3 separate regions of the Mus musculus genome follow, and regions 1 and 2 are each linked to region 3. Evidence: chromatin contacts called from public HiChIP or PLAC-seq data. All regions are on one chromosome and are shown on one strand. The core of a region is the stretch at or near the end of the contact, and the rest is flanking DNA. Distances in the headings are between cores, read along the strand shown.

The links. HiChIP or PLAC-seq counts read pairs in DNA pulled down with a chosen protein or histone mark.
Region 1: an H3K4me3 HiChIP or PLAC-seq map of bone marrow-derived macrophages shows a contact between it and region 3, with 3 times the contacts expected there. The contact joins two enhancer-like sites. A contact is called at or near these places in 2 of 39 promoter capture datasets (cranial neural crest and neural stem cells), 5 of 115 datasets of contacts at active chromatin or transcription factors (acute myeloid leukemia, bone marrow-derived macrophages, forebrain and 1 more) and 1 of 9 other capture datasets (macrophages).
Region 2: an H3K4me3 HiChIP or PLAC-seq map of bone marrow-derived macrophages shows a contact between it and region 3, with 4 times the contacts expected there. The contact joins two enhancer-like sites. A contact is called at or near these places in 1 of 484 Hi-C or Micro-C datasets (macrophages), 5 of 115 datasets of contacts at active chromatin or transcription factors (the 230-238 cell line, acute myeloid leukemia, bone marrow-derived macrophages and 1 more) and 1 of 9 other capture datasets (embryonic stem cells).

The regions. Positions count from the first base shown.
Region 1 is chr8:35,385,273-35,389,281 of GRCm38.p6, reverse strand. It overlaps Ppp1r3b (protein phosphatase 1, regulatory subunit 3B), which reads right to left. Exons shown (of 2, transcript NM_001364452.1): 2 at 1,143-4,009. Among named protein-coding and RNA genes, the nearest start is that of Ppp1r3b, 11 kb to the right of the region's middle. Within about 2 kb of position 2,196, at least 10 of the 459 cell types and tissues checked have an H3K27ac peak or open chromatin away from gene starts, as enhancers often do. A contact at or near this core is called in bone marrow-derived macrophages and macrophages, where this site is marked.
Region 2 is chr8:35,422,078-35,426,365 of GRCm38.p6, reverse strand. No RefSeq gene overlaps it. Among named protein-coding and RNA genes, the nearest start is that of Gm34911, 8.7 kb to the right of the region's middle. Within about 2 kb of position 2,210, at least 24 of the 459 cell types and tissues checked have an H3K27ac peak or open chromatin away from gene starts, as enhancers often do. A contact at or near this core is called in acute myeloid leukemia, bone marrow-derived macrophages and macrophages, where this site is marked.
Region 3 is chr8:34,916,048-34,920,480 of GRCm38.p6, reverse strand. Tnks (tankyrase, TRF1-interacting ankyrin-related ADP-ribose polymerase) reads left to right here. Exons shown (of 27, transcript NM_175091.3): 3 at 2,007-2,102. Among named protein-coding and RNA genes, the nearest start is that of Tnks, 47 kb to the left of the region's middle. Within about 2 kb of position 1,775, at least 38 of the 459 cell types and tissues checked have an H3K27ac peak or open chromatin away from gene starts, as enhancers often do. A contact at or near this core is called in acute myeloid leukemia, bone marrow-derived macrophages and macrophages, where this site is marked.

The DNA of each region.
Region 1 (4,009 bases), core at 947-3,446, 470 kb before region 3:
CCATCTCCCAAAATAGCAAGGCTAACTTGAGACCAGTCTGAGAGACATTTCACATTCAAGCCACAGGATCTATAGATGGAGCGCATGGCTGAATCTACATACTAACTGCACAACTCTTGCTCCTGCTACCATTCCACAGCTCTGCTGCTTGGGTTTTCCCAGGGGGAGGCTGCAGGCTGCAGACACTTCACCCCTCCCACTCCCCCTTCCCCTGCAAACCTCCCTCTCCTTTTTTTTTTGTTTTTTTGTTTTTTGGTCTTTTTTTGTTTTTGTTTGTTTGTTTTGTTTGCTTGCTTGCTTTGTTTTTAAGTTCTGGAATTGTTTTAATGTGGCGAATGCCAGGATGAGTGCACCAGAGTTGAATGGAACCGCACAGTTCTGTCAGTGAGCTCTTCCGGTTCCAGTTCGTTACATTGCAGAAACCTGGGCACAGTCGCTTCTTTCCAGAGGATTCGGATAGCCAGGGATCAGGAGGCTAGGTCTACAAGTTGATGGAACTGGAGGAGCCTTGCTGGGAGGTTGTGGGTAGGAACATAGCAAAGGGATAGCTGTGTAGGGACGCCAAGGCTCTGCCTCATTGACTCGGAGCCTATAGCAAAAACCTTGGCCTTTAAATAATCAGGGCCAGGGGTTGGGGTGGTGGGTAGCGTCCCTTTGTTTTTTTGAACTTCTGAAAATCTCACGCAGGGTACACATCTGCATTCAATGGTGGAGGATAGGCCACACCAGCAGATGGTTTCTTTTCCTGGTTACCGAGTCTTTGTGATGGAGAAGTTCAAAGCTGAGAGCGCCATAGATAGTTTACCCAGGACTGTCTGAATCCACACGCTTGTCTGCTCTACCTTCCGAGAGGGAGGGAAGAAGCAAGAGTCGGGAACTTGGATGACTAGGATCCATAGAGGACAATAATCACCTCTGTCCCTCCTCTCTGGTTCTAGGTGAAGGCTCCATCACCTGCCTTCACTGCCAGATAGCTTAAAGCACTGGTCCCCTCCCCACCCTGCAAGCCTTCCAGCTTTTCATATCCACTGAATACAACCTGTACCTTAAAAAATACAAAGACATGTATAGAAAAAAAAAATCATTGACTTAAAATATGCTTCCCCTTCTTCCAACGCTAAAAATAGAAGGAATAGTTTTCATTTTCTTTTCTTTCTATATTTATTACGTTTTTGCTTTTGAGATACAAAGAAATCATTCTCTTCCACCACACACACACACACACACACACACACACACACACACACACACACACACACACACACATCCATTCTTGTGATTTTTTTTAAAGTGCATTTCCCCTCTACCAATGTATACAAAAATATGTCTTACAAACATGCAGAAGTTTCTGAACAAGGCACATGTAGGCATACAATGACGACAAGCCCGTCAGTTGAATGTTCACATTAAAGCAAAAGTGTAACATCATCACGTGTGCACTCTAGAAGTCCACGTGCCCCAGGGGCCTCTGGGAACTGCAGCAAAACCGTGGAAACACTCACAGCTTTGCTGATGGAGCTGGAGGCATCTCACAGAACCTCAGCAAGAGAAATGTCTTTGAGTGACTCTGGACGATCCCGTTAGAGGTAAGATCCCAGAATTTCGGGAACATCTTATCTGCAGTTTCTGTGATCATGCCAGGAGATGCGGCTGAGTGCAGATTTCCCAGAATCAGGAGCCACCAAGCTTACATCTCAGGGATAAAATAACTCCCACCATTGACTCAAGTTGCTTTAGTTTCTGCAGAACTACAGACTTCCATTATGCCTTCCTAGCTTTCTAGAGAAAATATTCTTACAACACTCAAACGGCTTCTTACAAGAAACATGTCTTATGGTCTAGCTTATTTATTGTACCCATTTTGCCAAAGCACCCCAGGGAATTTGGGGAAATAAATATGGAACAAAGAATGGGGTTGCCTTCCCTTCCTGGATCACAATGTCTGGGGATTAGGATCCATCCATCATCCTAGCCAAGAACTGCATGAAGACAGACCTCCAGGTCAAACTTGCCGTGGGATCTTCAAGCAAGGGGCCTGTCGTCTTCTGAGCTGCGTAAATTTGTCTACAGTGGTGAACTCTGAACAATGCATAGAGTTTCTAAATGCAGCTCCCGAGGCTATCTCAGAGTCATGGGACAGACTGGGTCAAAAGAAGGAGGGCTGTATTGGAGGCAGAAAGCAGAAGGAAGACTCTTCTGTCTCTGAGTGACAGCCTTGATAAGGAAGTCAAGCACAGCCCACGGACTGCTTCAAGGGAAGGGTCCTGGTGAGCAGGCAAAGGCACAACATGCCCCTGGAGCTGAGCAGTGGGTGTGCACCCCAGGTGTGCTGGCTGGGGGGCTTTCAAGCAGTGCTCGTGAGCAAGAAAGCTGGGGCAAATCTGGGCAAAAGGGGGTGAGGGTATGTCTGCTTTAGGAGGGACATATAACATGGAATTACCATATTTTATATTTTGACTCGGAATGTCTGAAGATCATCCATACCACTGAACAGATTCCATTCCGTACCTCGCCCCCGCCCCCAGCCATTTTATGATCTTTAGTCTGCATCTATGTAAGAAACAGTGCCCTTGGCTGCCTTCCTTCTTAACACACAATGCATGACCCATAGAGAGCAGTTTTGCTTTCTATCCAATTTCAACCTAGCTGCTCTGGTCAACAAATCCGGAACATTTAAAGTACACCCATCTAGGAGATACATGGCCTGCTTAGATAAAACACAAACTCCTGGCCCCAGCTTCAGCCTCATGGCACAAAGATGATTTCCTCACAGATAATCAGCATGCAATCCCAGATCGCCACCCATCTGGGAGAGGCACAATATACAAAGCACAGATTACAGACTAGTACCAGTTTTAGGAATAAGAAATCATAGAAAATAACATTTAAAAAGTCAAAACATTTGAATCTTCAAAAGTGAAAAAGTTAAGATAAAAAATAAACCACACATGCTAGGATTAAAAACATTTGATGTCTGCCTGATGCTAACTTATAAAGCCAGAGGGCACAGGGCTACGTCCAGTGGCCCCCACCTCCGAAACCATGAGACTCTGCTCCTTTCTGTCTTGTCTCAGGGAAACATCACTTCAGTAAGGAAATGAAACAGGCATCTTTTATCAAACTTCCAAAACAAAACAACACCCCTAATTCTACAAACTCGCATTTAAAAAAATCTCCCCTATAATTCTAATTTGCCCTAGAGAAAAATCACAGGGTTTGGGGGTTCACCCAAGGGTAAGAACTCCAGGAGTCTCACGCTAGCGTATGAAAGCGCATTGCACTCCAATATGGTTAAGAAAACTTCATCTGATACCTCAGAGTTGACAAACATTTAAAATAACATAGAAAAACGTGAGGTTTTTCTCCCCTATCTTTTTATAATACACACCATAAATAAAAACACCCGATCAATGTCCTTGGGGGTTCATAAAGCATCCTGAATATGAATATATATCTAAGCACAGTCTGGAGGACTCGAGGAGATGCCAGTCTTGCTATTTGAAAGCCTCAGACAAGGCACTGAAGTGGAGGCTCCAGGAGACATGAGAGCTATGACTCTCTTCAAACACAAACAGTTCACACACACCGGCCAGGCAAGTGGAAATGCATCTTGTCATTGAGTCCTCTTCTGGTAACTCCGGGTGAAACGGTGCTTCAAAAGCTCCCCCAACATCCAAGAGGAAAAGCTAAAAGTTCAGACTGTCCCACCTTGTCCCAGTGCTGTACCCTGTGACCCCACATGGGAACCAATGACTTTCTAGTAACTAATATGTTGCTCTCTTCTGGAATATAAAGGAGGGGTCAGGAGGAGAGAGGGGGGAGGGAATGCCTATCCCAGACACGAGCTACTTATTTGCTTTGTCTCTCTTGTCCAGATCACTGGATAGACTGTAGCGGGAGGAAGTGTAGTGAAAGAGCTCGCACAGAAAGCGCCCGCCCCCGGCCCTCTTCTGAGGCTGCTGGGTATCAATCAGGCCAGTGTGTCCCAGAACTGAGGTGGCTCCCTTCG
Region 2 (4,288 bases), core at 961-3,460, 510 kb before region 3:
AAGGGGGGAGGGGTACGGTTTCTCAAGCCTAATTGTCTAACAGAGCCTTACCTAGATCCTACATCCTACAGTGTGAGCTGCCCCGTGGACGTGTACCTCTGAGGCATCGCTTGCGAATGTGACAATAGGATGATGTGTTGTGGGCCAATACTATTTCTGACAGTGCTATATGCATCACACACACAGGCAGCCAACATGAGTTGTCTTCAAGATGTGGTTTACAATTTCTCAGAAGTTCTTCCGTTGTTTCTTTTTTCTTTTCTTCTTTTTCTAAGGTCAATATCATTTCCTTACTCACTTTGATTTAGAGACTTACGTTACCACAGTAGGTCAAGTTTCAAGAGCCGTCACAAGAGCAGAGCAGCCTGGAGCATGTACACGATTAGACAGCATCCTCTCAAACTGGACAGCCTCTCCAACTGTGTTTCAGATTTCCCCCGATCCCACCCATGAGTGGACACTGCAGATGTGTCATAGAAATACTTCATCAAATACGAATCTGACAATACCATATTATAGGCAAGATGCTGAAGAAAATGGAAAAAATGACCTGAGGTTTTGTTGTTGTTGTTTGTTTGTTTGACAAGCTCTAACTCCTATAATAATAGAATAATAGCCTAGTATCTCAAGGACCGAAGGATTGCTGTGGACTTTCATAACCTACCCAGGCAACCTGCAGAGCCTCCTCCGAGGGCGCAGGACCAGACTCCCATTCTGTGTTGACGTGGGCCTTATTCCAGGGCCTTCTCTCAGAGAGTTAGAGATTGCTATTTTTCTAGCAATAGCCTTCCCTGTAACTGTGAGCGTGGAGTCTCTCAGTCTGTCCACTCTGTGAACCTCTTTGATGAGGGCGCCGCCGCCTCAAACCATTGCCCTACCTGTTTGCTGTGCCCGCCCACTGGGCTTCGTTCCCTCTCACACATTAACGCCTGCTCAGTCTGTCCTTTCTGATGAATGATGGACTTTCTGCAATCCTACTGCTCACAGCAGAGATAGCATCGCTGTTTCTCCTTTCTCTGCCGGCTGCTTGAGGAATGTTTATGTGTTTCTTATTATTTGGTCTGTTTTACAATGTGAATTCCTGCTGGGGTTCATTGCATTGGGTATTACCGGGTATTTCATCTCATCTAGAACTTGCCCTCCCCTAATGTTTAATAACAGCAGTCTGTCTGAAGACCGGAAGTCCTGGTGCTTGGTTAACTTCAACCACAAATTAAAGTTGAAGAGATTTTTTTTTCTGTTTTTAGGAAATTGGTACCTTTATACAACTGTTGGTTATATATGTGTTGTGAAAAAAAAATGGAGAACCCTAAATGGATGGTGCATGGTAGGAGGAACCCAAAGAAAATGGATTCCCAGCTTCAAAGATGTTATAACAAAATGGAAAGAGGCTAGGTGCTGGAGCCAGAAGGTCTGGTTTAAATCTCATTTTTCTTACTGGCTGGTGGAACAGTTAATCTGAGGAAGGTGATGTCCCTTCTGACATTAACTTTCACCCACAAAAATAGGTTAATATTACTTACTTGAGATGCTAACTCAAAGTGTCTGGCACGCTCTAGGTATATAATAAAATATATTATTATTATTATTACTACTACTATCATTTTTTTACTTTTATTGTAAGAGACAGTGTCTCACAATATTGCCCATGTTGGCTCCAATGTCCTTAGCTCTAGTGACCCTCTTGTCTCAGCCTCTCAAGTAGCTGGGACTATAGATGCATGCCACACCCCCATTTCCCACCCCTAATCTCAACCCTACCTACACCCCAGCCCTGACTCAGAACTATTTATTAAACTCTGTGCAGGGATAAGATTAGCATTGCCATGACAGGATTTGTGGCCACCAGATGCCTCCGTTCATGGAGCTGACATTTAGAGCAGAAATTTAACTGTCCAGGAATCATGTATAGAGGAGCGGGTAGGAAGTGTGACCCCCTTCTCCCACATCTGCTGGCGGTCAATTGGCTTTATATGAATCACAGAAGAGCCCTCCAAAGAGACTCTGCCAACCAGCCCCTAGACACTGGGTCATCTATCCCATAGAAATCATAGTGCTCCCCTCTCCTCAAAGCCGACTGCAGGGGAGAGGAACAGACAACTTGCCCACGGAAGTCCCCGGTGAACTTAGAGCACTGTCTAAGTGAACCACTGCTGTGACAGGGGACAGCAGGACAGTTTGCCATTCGTGAGGTTCAGACACAAGCTTTCCCCACTGAGACATTCAGCTGAGAGCGGACACACTCTGTCAGGCTATAGTGTTGAATGAAAAGCACACAGAGCCTTTCCCTTGTTTTACTTCCTCTCTGCTCCCTCCCCAAACAAAGGGCAGGCCCTGTAAGTGCTTCCTGCTGAGTTTAGAGAGAAAGTGTTGGGTTTCAAGTCCAGCTCAGTTCCAGGGGCATCTGTAAAAGAATGAGACATCTATCTGTGCAGGGAGTCTGAGGACACACACCCTTGGTCCTCCTGGCTTTCAAAGGCAAGCTACTGCCATGTATCCCTGAGCACTGCCTTCCCCCTTGCTCTCCCTCTCTGGGTCCCCATAAAGGCAACATACTAGAGACCTTGGACTTTGTAACTGATGAAGTTGCTTTGAGGTTGGGGAGAATGGAGAGGTGGTAGCCTGAGGATGCTCTGGTATGCTTGGTCCAGCAACTTCACCCTGATGAGATAGTTCAGACTTGCTTTGAGAAGAGTCCTAGATAATGCAATGCTCAAGTTAATCTTTGTGGTGGTTTGAATATGCTTGGCCCAGGGAGTGACCCTATTTGGAGGTGTGACCTTGTTGGAGGAAGTGTGTCACTGTGAACATGGGCTTTAAGACCCTCATCCTAGCTATCTGGAAGTCAGTCTTCTCCTAACAACCTTCAGATGAAGATGTAGAATTCTCAGCTATTCCTGTACTATGCCTGCCTGGATGCTGCCATGCTCCTGCCTTGATGATAGTAGACTGAACCTCTGAACCTGTAAGCCAGCCCTAATTAATAACAATGAGCCTAGGCTGCCTGTTCCAAACTCCACCTAAGTGATGGGAGATATGGTGCTTCACTATCTAGATGAGCCTTCCCTACCCAGCAAGGAGGCTCCAGTGATCCACACACACCTTGCCTTTGCTTTGGCTACGGCCACCTCTCTCACTTCCTTGGGAAGGCCCCTGTTACCACTCCTTCATCCTTCAGTACCCTCCTCATGAAGCCTTTCATGGGAATTCAGTCCCATTGCTCATTTTTTCCCCCTCTCTGGCTTCTTCTCTGGTGTGTATTTTATAGTACTCTGCACTCTAATGATTTTCTGTTCCTTCTTCATTAATAATTGAGTCCCCTTTGTATTAACCATTACATTAAGTACTGGGGGCTAAGAGACTATTAAAACATGGCCTCTTCACAGAAGGAATTTACCATCAATTATAATGTGAAGAAGGAAGGAGCATTACATGGTACACTGCAAAGAGTGCTGATTTTATTCTGAAAACGATGAAAGCCATTGCAGAAGTTTTGAAAACTTTAACTGTTTTATTGAGGTATAATTGACACACAATAAACTGCATACTTGAAATGTAAAAGTTGATGTGTTTGGGTATCTTTATATGCCCATAACATCACTGCTACTATGGTGACTGTCATAGTCAATTTTTTTTTTCTGCTATAAAAGATTACCTCTGCTATAAAAGATTACCACTATTTGGGTAATAAGTAAACAACAAAAGCTCTTTGGTTTACTAGCTTGAAGCTCAGAGTCACAAGCTTGGACTGCATCATAACACGCACCAGAAGGGTAAGAAAAGAGAGGAAATTGGCTTGCCTCACCCTTTCTATCAAGACTTCATTCTCTTGATAACAGTGCTATTCCTAAGCACATGACTCCAGAGCCATTGTAACCCAATTCTCCCTCAAAGGTCTAACTTTTCCTCGTTGTTACTGAGATTTGTGGGTAACAGAGCTGTATTAGGAACTGTGTCAGGGTCCAGAAACATGGTGTAAGGAAAGAGTCTCTGATACTCTGGTGTCTTAAGGTTTTACTCCTGTGAACAGACACCATGACCAAGGCAAGTCTTACAAAGGACAACATTTAATTGGGGCTGGCTTATAGGTTCAGAGGTTCAGTCTATTACTATCAAGGTGGGAACATAGCAGCATCCAGGCAGGCATGGTACAGGAGAAGCTGAGAGTTCTACATCTTCATCTGAAGGCTGCTAGCAGAATACTGGTTTTCAGGCAGCTAGGGTGAGGTTCTTAAAGCCCACACCCACAATGACACACCTACTCCAACAAGGCCACACATACTCCAAC
Region 3 (4,433 bases), core at 526-3,025:
CCATGGTCTTGATGGCTTATGCATCACAGAAAGAATGGCTTTATAAACAATATGACTCAGTACTTAGTAATATGAAGATCACCTTCCAAATTTCAAAAGAGTGTATGGGCTTCAGTGTAGAACTTGAGAATTACTAGTAGTGGCTCAAAGCCACTACTGGATGTTTTAAAGTGCTCGCGTATGGGTGGGGTCAGAGGGTATCCAGAGTTGCTTGTCAGGAGTGTGCTTGAGCGCGTGAGAGTGCTTGTGCTTTTGGATTCCAGAGAGGCCCCATTGAGTGTTTTCCTCAGTCACTCTCCACTGCACGTTTTGAGGCAGAGCCTCTCACTGAGCCTTTTCCTCAGTTACTCTCCACTGCACGTTTTGAGGCAGAGCCTCTCACTGAGCCCGGGATACTCTGATTTGGCTAGACTATGGCCAGCTAGTCCCAGGGATCTTTCTGTTCCACTTCCCTAGCTCTGTGTGACAGATGGATGCTGAGGATCAGAACCTGGCTCTTCATGCTTATGTAACAAGCATTTCACCAGCAGAGCCACCATTTCAGCCCTAAAACTCTTATGTAAGATGTAAGTTTCCCTCATCTAAATAAAATGCGTGAGACCTAAGTGCTTTGGCGTTCAGACCCACCCCACCTGAGGAGTTGGAATATTTGCATATATATAGCATGAGATGTTTTGAGGTTGGAATCCAGGCCTCAATGCGAGATTTATTTGTGTTTCACATATACCATGGTAAGCATACAGTCTACCAAATGAGCTACATTCTTAGCCCTCTCATTGGTTAAATCCCATGTATGTTAATGAGAGTTCTAAAATGGAAGAGTATTAGTTTAAATTTGGTTGCTTAGTGTATATTTCGCTAAAGAATGAAAATTTTTATTGCTTAGGGAAAAAAAAAACAAGCAGTGGCCAATGAGCTGGCTCAGTGGGTAAAGACACATGTCACCAGGCCTCAGGACCTGAATTTAATCCCTGGGATCAACATGTAGAAGTGATTGTCCTCTTACTTCTACATTGTGTCCCCACCCCCAGTAAATGTAGAAAAAAGTGATTCAGTATACACTTAAGTGTTCCCCTATCATGGTGTCAGAGGTGGCTATGTAGGTGCTCAGAGGATTCACTTTCCTCACCTTGAATTTCAGGTTTTTGACTAAAGATGCCTAACCTGTTCACTGTTTAAATATCAGATGGGTAGTAGCACTCCCGTGGTCTCTGGGGCTCTGCTCTTACACAGCAGTGGTTTAGTTGGCATTAGACACTTCCCAAATGCCATATCCATATTTTATCTACTGCCCACTCACTTATAGGAGGGTCTGAATCTTAAGGAGTCTCTGTAGTTTTTATGAAATACCTTTGTTACATGAATTTCAGTGATTGGGTTTTTAGTTCTAGAAATTTGATGGAGGATCATAATACAGGATAGAGTTCTTTTTTGTAGCATGGCTGCAAGAGCTGGCGTTGCACGCATTACTGTGTCTGTTAAACTTCTGGAAACAAGCCAGTGTGTCTATGGTGAGTTTCATATGTGAGCACTGAGCCACTAAAAGCCTTGCACAGGGTTACAACTCTTCTGAGAGAGGACGTGTTGGAGATTCAGCAGCGAAGCAGCAGCAGCAGCAGCAGCAGCAACAAGCAGTCACAGTGGTAGTAAAGGCAGGGCAGCTTCAGCTAGCACAGCTCACAGAGCGAGGCAGGGAACACGCACACAGCTCCCATACTGCTTCCTTGGGAGGCAAAGCAGGACCGTCCGGGGCAAGCTTCTAGTTTCATGGTTATGATGTCAAGTCATGTGATAATACTGTACCATAAGTTGCCAACTTTGCTTTACTCTAGAGAAGATCCTTTGCTGCAGTGCTTTTGTTCCCCTTTTTCTTTCATTTTTCTTTTCTTGAAAGAGAAAAAATTGTGCAATGTATGTTTATGCCTACACCATGCCGAGGCGACACTTAGCAGTAAATAATCTCTGTATCCCCGAGGTAAGATACTGTTTGTGCTTTCCCTGCACAGTGCTGCTGCAGCACGGAGCCGATCCAAACATCCGGAACACCGATGGGAAATCAGCTCTGGACCTGGCAGATCCTTCAGCAAAAGCTGTCCTCACAGGTAAGGAGCCAGCGCTAGGAGGCTGATTTTATAAGATTTTCATGCACTGAATATTTTTCCACTAATGAAGCTAAGAAAATACTAAAAATCTTATTGATTGGATGTGCATCTTATTAATTGTGTTGAGATATATACCTATATATGTATATATCATATAGATTGATATATCTTAATTTTACTGCTTATAGCACTGAGAATTACAGCATTACATCATAGTGTTTCTCATATTTTGTCAGTTTTATGGCTTACATCACAGTTTTCCTCTACCTCCTCTTCTCGGCTGGTTTTTTAAAGCCCTTCACTGTTGAGCAGACAAGGGCATTTGTGTTACTGTAAAAGTAGTTTTCATTGGGAAGACAACCTGCTGCCTTATCCCTGGGGTCAACAGCTACACTTGGGTGCTCTCCTCACCCACTTTTATATATTTCATTATATCTTTGTACTTTTTACCCTGATAGCCAAGTTTTTTAGATTGGGGTAATATATTGTCTTTCTACTTCTGTAATGCAGATTTGGGGCTTATTAATTTTATAAAAGTAAATGCCAAGAACCATCACAGAGGAGACCCTGAGGGTAGAGAGCACCCTTCGTCATGGTCGGCAAGATTATGTTTAACGGCTAGATTTTGAGCTGCTGTTCTCATTGATCTTCGTTCTCAGTGCTGCATTGGCTCTGTTTGGTTTTGTTCTCAGCATACCGGTCCTGCTGCCTTTGCCCTCCTTTACTCTGTGATGTGGAGCCTCCTAGTCACTGCACTGCTAACAGTGCTGTTATAGATTGTGTAGAAGAGAGCTTTAACTGTGTTTAAGTTATCAATCTGCTGTGCACTCTTAATAGAGATTGTGAAGTGAATAGAAGGCATTTATGTACAGAAAGCTTTAAAAATATATGGAATTTTGCTTAATTACTCTACGTGGAACGACAACTTCCCACTGTGCTAAAATTAATATAATCACTGCTAAATCAGAGTAATCTGATATTTCTCAATTAATTAAAGATGAAATGAGTTGCTACATGAGGAGAGCATATACCAGAGGAATAAAGCTTTTTAAATCAGTGGAGATAAAGTTACTGCACAGTTTTAAATGATGAAATCGGGCCTACCTGATTTGTCTCTGACCTGCCTGGTCCTGAAACCTTCAGTCTCTTATTAAACAGTCATGTGCAACAGAATAGCAGCCTTCCGTGGTCTCTGGCCGGAGGAGAAAGACAGTATAGAAACAGCTCCTCTCATAGCTGCTATAGTATGTGCCAAGGGCTAAGCAAGACTGTATTTCTGAGTGTCCTCCCCCTGACCTTTCCTCTTCTCCGGCTCTCTGCCTGCCTGTCTATTTGTTAGGTGCATTTAATGCGTCATTGCCTGTAGGACTGTTTGAAAGACATAGGTTTAGATATAAGCCACTAACCGTAAGAAGCTGTCTCCTAATTTTCACTGCAGGTCAGAGAAGATCATTTTAGGGTACAGCTTTGGCATGCTTGCTTGAAGAGGCTGGAGTATGGTGGAGGACAGATAGCATATTTGATTTGAACACTGTCTAGCATTGCACTCTGCTTAGATGGAAAGATTCTAGTTTTCTGTATTTTGCTACTAATATTTAACTGCTGCTTGCACTGTTTTTTCTAAAAATATTTTTGAGGCAACTTTTCTTTCAGTTGTGGTTTAAGGAAAAAAGTTTAGAATAATAGTTCCCTTGGAAATATAAACTGTCCTCCTACTGCACATTCATTCTATGACATACATTAAGCAAACACTCAGGTGAGCTGTTTCAGAGTGGTTTTCTGCCCGTATGTGCTTGTTACTGAGGAATTCTTTCTGATGCAGTTACGATGGAAATATTATTTCTCAAACTACATTTTAGAAAATTAAGCATTGGTTTTACAAAGGGAAGAAGGCTCAGCGCGACCCACTCTTGTCTAGTAAATGCAAAGCTCACGTTCAGTCCTCCTCACACTGTCCTGAAGGGGAGGGAGGCTCTTGAAGGGGCGTCTTAGAGGTGTTAGGCTCACTCCAAGTCTCATTCTTACTCCAGAGGAGTTGCAGTGCTATTATATAACTTGAGAGTGATTTTCTTTCTTTAATTTCTCTGTGGATATTTAGGTGCTGAAGATCTGATAGTCTATCATTTATGTTACAAATTTGCTACATGAGCCAAACGATGCGCAGGTATACCTTAAAGCAAATGAACAAAGAGTAAATCTCTTTTTATAGAACATTAACGGTGTGTGTGTGATTGATTTTTTTTTTTAAAATATAAAGACTGCTGTAAAAAGCACACAGACTGTCAGTAGGACAGTTGACCATCACCACATAGCCTTTGCTTTGTATAGTCC